Regions from separate parts of the Mus musculus genome. Here region 2 is linked to region 1. The links are chromatin contacts, called in public Hi-C maps. All regions are on one chromosome and are shown on one strand. The core of a region is the stretch at or near the end of the contact, and the rest is flanking DNA. Distances in the headings are between cores, read along the strand shown.

Region 1 (2,877 bases), core at 176-2,675:
CCTCTTGCCTCGAGCACCCCCAACACAATTAGGACAAACGCCTCCCCCCCACCACCGTGGCGGGGTGAATGTGGCTGCTCTCTCTCTCTCTCTCTCTCTCTCTCTCTCTCTCTCTCTCAAGACAGGGTTTCTCTGTGTAGCTCTGGCTGTCCTGGAACTCATTTTGTAGGCCAGGCTGGCCTTGAACTCAGAAATCCACCTGCCTCTGCCTCCCAAGTGCTGGGATTAAAGGCATGCGCCACTGTTTGTTTCCTGAGAAGCATCTCCAGGGATGGGAAGCTCCAATCTAGACCAGAACTGGGGGTGAGTTGAAAAGAGCATCCACAGTCACGCGTGTCATAATGATGTTCCAATACATGTTATATTTTCCAGGATGTGCTACAAAGAACACTGGCCTTGAGCGCAAGGGCCTGAACTTCCATTTCCAAGTCATGTGATCTCGGGCAAGTTCTTAGCCACTATGGACCTTATTATATAAACCCAGGAAAGGGATGTTGTGAGACCACAAACTAGAAACCAGTGTGAAAGGGTCCGGTTTATAATGTGCTAGGTATACGACGGTCAAAGCAGAGCCTTTGTTTTCTATCCTAAAGGAAGGAATGACCTACAGATCAGCCCAGGCCAATCACGCAGCGCTGTGCAGTCACAAAGCCCGCCCTCCCCCTGCTGCCGGAGCCCCAGCTCACTTTCCCACCAGAATCTGCAGCATGTTGCCATCTGCTGGGAAGAAGACGGTAGTGGACATCCAAGCATCCCTACCTAAACTGCAGGAAGCCAGAGTGAAGGAAATCCTAAAGAAAAGAAGGGTAGGAACTGGGCAGCGAACCTTTGACCTGTGAGACAGACAGGGCCCCCTCCATTGGCCAACAACTCGTCAGAATAATATTTCAATTCGCTTTTATTTTTTTAAAGTGATAGGATATTATTTAAGGAAAGAAATCCTGACACACCGTTGAACCTCGAGGATGCTATCTATGCTAATGAAGTAAGCTAGTGGGGAAAAAAATCTGGTTAAGAACATTGGGTGCTCTTGCAAAAGACCCTGGCTTAGTTCCCAATGCCCACATGGTAGCTCTCAACCATCTGTAACTCAAGTTCCAGGAGATCCAATGCCTTCTCCTGGCACCTTTCAGACACCACGCATGCGCATACTGTACGCACATACGTGCAGGCAAAGCAGCCGCACACACAAAATAAAATAAATCTTTAACAAGACAAACAAACAAAAATTGGCTCACAAGACAGCTCATCAGTGGGAGCAAACACAGAGATCGACAAAGATTTGTGTTTAATCCCAGAAACCCACATGGTGGAGGACAGAACTGGTTCCAACAAGTTAACCTCTGACCTCCACATGTGTGCTGTACAGCACTCAATAAATAAACAAACATGTAAAGAGAATGACAAATACTGCCTTGTTCCACTTCCTGGGTCTGTGTCTAAAGTTGCCGTAGACACAGGAAGTAGAATGGAGTTTGCCAGCACAGGGAGTGGGGCCAGGGATCATCTCTTAACGGGTTCTGAGGTTTGCCAAATGAAGCATTCTGGAAACGGATTGCGCAACAATGTAAATATATTTAACATCACTAAGTCACATGTGTAGAAATGGTTCAAATGCCCAAGAGACAGAGGAGGGCAGATCTCTGAGTTTGAGACCAGCCTGATCTACTACAGGGCAAGTTCAAGGACAACCAGGGCTACACAGAGAAACCCTGTCTTGAAAGACCAAAAAGACAAGACAAGACAAGACAAGACAAGACAAGACAAGAGAAAAAAAGAAAAGAAAAAGAAGAAAGCAAAAATAAAGAAAAGGGGTTCAAATAAGACAGGGTTTCTCTGTGTAGCCCTGGTTGTCCTGGAACTCACTCTGTAGGCCAGGCTGGCTTCGAACTCAGAAATCAGCCTGCCTCTGCCTCCTGAGTGCTGGGATTAAAGGCATGCATGAATGACCATTGCCCGGCTCAAGTGATAAATTTTGATCGCATATTTTACCTCAATAAAAAGCCCAATAAAAGACAATGGAGGTGTGCAACTCCACGCCAGAGAATCACAATAAATGCTGACTGAATAAAGATAGGCACACAGCCTCAGACATGGGGTGAAGGCAGCAATGGGCATTTCCATTGATTATTTTTTCCTTGTCTTTCCTGTTCTCATCTCAAGGCCAAAATTAATTAACTAAATAATTGATTTGAAACAGTGTTTCACTGTGTAGCCCTAGCTGTTCTGAAACTCACTCTGTAGACCAGGCTGGCCTCAAACTCACAGAGATCCACCTGCTTCTGCCTGCCCAGTGCTAAGACTAAAGGCGTGTGCCACCACACCTGGCTCAAACTTTTCAGATAAGTTAGAGGACAGTGTGGCACTTAGTTCAACTAACCAGAGCATCCTCCTAGAGGGCCTGGCTCTCCTGACCTCTAGTGGCAGTCACAGGCTACAGAGCAGAAAAATCCTGGATTATGGGAGTCTCCATAGTCATCTACGTGACCTTATGAGAGTAAAGAGACTTCTCTCCTGCAATTATAAACATACATAGATACAGAAATCATTATAAAGAGTGGCTCTCCAATGCCACATGGCCAGCAAGTGACCAGCAGAGGCTTTGCCTTCTCTATCAGGGCCACCTCTCCACAGAAGTAGGGAGAGAGGCAAGGTCCTCCTGAGGTCTTGTCAGCTCAACTGCTGCTTGGCAAAGGACAAAGTCTCCTTTAAGACACCCCAAGCCAGTGCCAGGCGTGGTGGCACACGCCTTTAATCCCAGCACTCGGGAGGCAGAGGCAGGCAGATTTCTGAGTTCGAGGCCAGCCTGGTCTACAGAGTGAGTTCCAGGACAGCCAGAGCTATAAAGAGAAACCCTGTCTCAAAAAAACCAAAAAA
Region 2 (2,877 bases), core at 177-2,676, 170 kb before region 1:
GGACTTTTTGCCCCAGGAGGATTGCCACTTCAGCCAGAGGATGCTATAAGGCAATTATAAACTTGGTTGTGCTAAGGGTCTGGGTGGAGTGTATAGAGATGTGGTTTTATTCTGGACTAATGCTGTCAGCAAGTTAGCAGTTCTGGGACTGGGTATTTTTTATTTTGTAAAGATTTATCTATTTTACTTTATGTGCACGGTGTTTGCCTGTATGAATGCTTGTGCACCACATGTGCACCTGGTGCCCTCAGAGGTCAGAAGAGGGCGTCAGGATTCACTGGAACTGCACTTACAGATGGTTGTGAGTCAGAGCACCAAAGCACTGGCAGGGATTCATGTTTGCTGGACACAGAAGAAGGCATTTGGGAGCGAGTGGAGCTCCCTGGCCTTCTCCAGAGGTGCACCTGCCGGGAGCCTCCAGGTGACCTGGAAGCTCTAGATATGTTAATAACTTTAATCTAGGATGTAGACCTTGGTTTCAAAGTTCTCTGCCTGACCCCTGGTAATTATGGCACCTAGAGGATGCAATAAAGCCTTGTGTGGTAGTCTCCTACTTACTTAGTCTCCAAGGTCCATGCAGCCTGGCCTTCATCTTCCTCTTCATCCCCATCCTGGTTTACCCTTCTGCCCAACTATTCCGCACCCCTTCCTGTGTTCTCTGCCTTTTCTTTGTCCTCACAACCTTCATTACTCTCTCTTGCCCTCCCTGCTGCCTTTCATCCACAGCCAATGAAATACCCACAGTCCCTGGGACCCTGTCAGGCCCAGAAGAGACAAGGGTAGCAGAGGAAGACACAGGTCACAAGATGCACACTTGAGAACCAAGAATGTACAAAGTGGTCCGGTGTGCCTAGCCCTCACCCCGCCCTGGCCTTTAGCCGATGTTGGAGGAATATCTGTTGAAACAACTGTATCTGTGATAGATGGACTATGTTCGAATACCTCCTCAACCCTGGTCCCTGTGAATGTGGCTTTAATTTGAAGTAGGGTCTCTGCAGATGTTAGCAAGCCACAGTGAGAATGTATCAGCTCAGGGGGACCCTGGTATGGCACTTGGAGACCTTACAAGAAGAGCATCGCACTGTGAGAAGATCGGGGAGGAACTGGAGTGGAGCAGGTATGAGAACAGCAAGGCCAAGAATCACCAGAATCTAAAAAGAAGGAAGAACAGATTTTTGAGCCTTCAAGACACATCAGGAACTTTTTCAACACCTTGATTTTGGGCATCTGTCTTTCAGAACCGAGACAATACAATCCTGTAATATTAAATTGTCCCCTGTACTGATGAGTTCTAAGGCCGCTCTAGAAAACTATTTATCTAGGACTCCTAACTCTCGTTTCCATTCTCAGGCTACAGCTGCCTAAAGTTCAGGATAGATCTCGTCCTCTCAGACCTGGAGGAGGCCGTCTCCTTCGCCGACGCTAGAAGGCGCTAGAAGGCTGTGCCAGCGCCACCTCTTGGGCTGGCTAAAGGTTTGGTTTCTGGTGCAGTGCAGTGTGACTTGCTGGGATCCTAAATCCAAGCTGGTGATTGGATACTCGTTTCTGTAAGCTCTTTTCAGAGAAAAGGGTGTTTGTCCTGTCGGGGAGCCGAAAGTGGTTTCTCTCCTTTCAAAACTGCCCTGTCAACCCGGGCTCCCGCTTTACAACTGTACAGCCTCAGCTCTTAAGAGAGACCTATGTTCAGGGACCTATGGCCTCCCAGGCTGGCGAAAGGTTGCCTGCCGTGCAAGGAGGCGGCGGGCCACAAGGCCTGAGGATGCAGAGGATGCAGAAATGCTTTGCCAGGGGAGTTTAGGCAGAACTTAGTATTTTCAAATGCCACCTTGACAGCATCCTTTGGCTGAGTCACAAGCCGAAATCCAGGTGGGAATTCTTAGTCCTTCTGTCCTCTCAGTCTCAGAGAATTTACTCCAGAGTTGTGGATCTTTTTAAAAACATATTCTTTTTACATTTAGTGTGTGTGTGTGTGTGTGTGCATGTGTGTGTGTGTGTCTTGTTTTCATGTACCTCTGTGTACCACGAGCCTGCTTACGCTACAGAGGCCAGAAAAGGGCATCTGGTGTCCTTGGAACTGGAGTTACAGGTAATTGTGAGCCGCCATATGTGTGCTGGGAATTGAACCTGGGTTCTTTGGAAGAGCAGCTTGTACTCTCCCACAAAAAAAATATTTCTTTTAAAAACTATTGTGCACGTGCCCACATGTGTGGAGGTCAGACATCTCACAAAAGTCATTTCTCTTCTTCCACTATGTGGGTTCTGGGGTCAGGTCTAGAGAGTGAGTTCCAGGACAGCCAGGGCCACACAGAGAAACCCTGTCTCAGAAAACAAACATGCAAATAAATAAATAAATAAATAAATAAATAAATGAAATTATACACTTACAGAAAGCTTCCTGCCCCCCTCCAGATATTGTTACACGCTTCTTAAAAGTGAACACGTAGTCTGGAGAGATGGCTCAGCTGTTCAGAGCACTGAGTGCTCTTCCAGGGGTCCTGAGTTCAATTCCCAGCAATCACATGGAGGCTCACAACCATTTGTAATGTGATCTGGCGCCCTCTTCTGGTGTGTCTGAAAACAGCTACAGTGTGTTCATACACATTAAATTTTTTTTTTAAGTGAAGACATTCTTCTGTGTGGTCATGACGCACTCATCGACTCTAGAGCTCACCAGTAGCACACGATCATCCAGCCTGCACACCCTGCTCCGCGTTCTCCTCATCTAGTTCATGCCTGTAAAACCGTCATCCCCTCAAGGACTGAGTGGGCTGACCACCCAGTTCTCAAGCCCCGGCTGTGTGGCTCTCGTTCCCTTCTGGTGTCTTCACGCCCCACAGAGTTTGCGCAGAGCATGTGCTCTCTATTCTCTTGGTAATA

Evidence for each region. A called contact is a pair of places that touch in the nucleus more often than the background predicts.
Region 2: a Hi-C map of differentiating embryonic stem cells shows a contact between it and region 1, with 5 times the contacts expected there. The contact joins two enhancer-like sites. A contact is called at or near these places in 1 of 39 promoter capture datasets (neural stem cells), 9 of 15 datasets of contacts at CTCF or cohesin (CD8 T cells, the G1E-ER4 cell line, the NIH/3T3 cell line and 3 more), 39 of 484 Hi-C or Micro-C datasets (B cells, the Ba/F3 cell line, the G1E-ER4 cell line and 19 more), 16 of 115 datasets of contacts at active chromatin or transcription factors (the HPC-7 cell line, T-cell acute lymphoblastic leukemia, craniofacial prominence and 11 more) and 4 of 9 other capture datasets (adipose tissue, embryonic stem cells, liver and 1 more).

The regions. Positions count from the first base shown.
Region 1 is chr12:80,728,554-80,731,430 of GRCm38.p6, reverse strand. No RefSeq gene overlaps it. Among named protein-coding and RNA genes, the nearest start is that of Gm51986, 11 kb to the right of the region's middle. Within about 2 kb of position 1,425, at least 19 of the 459 cell types and tissues checked have an H3K27ac peak or open chromatin away from gene starts, as enhancers often do. A contact at or near this core is called in differentiating embryonic stem cells, where this site is marked.
Region 2 is chr12:80,893,965-80,896,841 of GRCm38.p6, reverse strand. No RefSeq gene overlaps it. Among named protein-coding and RNA genes, the nearest start is that of Gm23298, 16 kb to the left of the region's middle. Within about 2 kb of position 1,426, at least 32 of the 459 cell types and tissues checked have an H3K27ac peak or open chromatin away from gene starts, as enhancers often do. A contact at or near this core is called in differentiating embryonic stem cells, where this site is marked.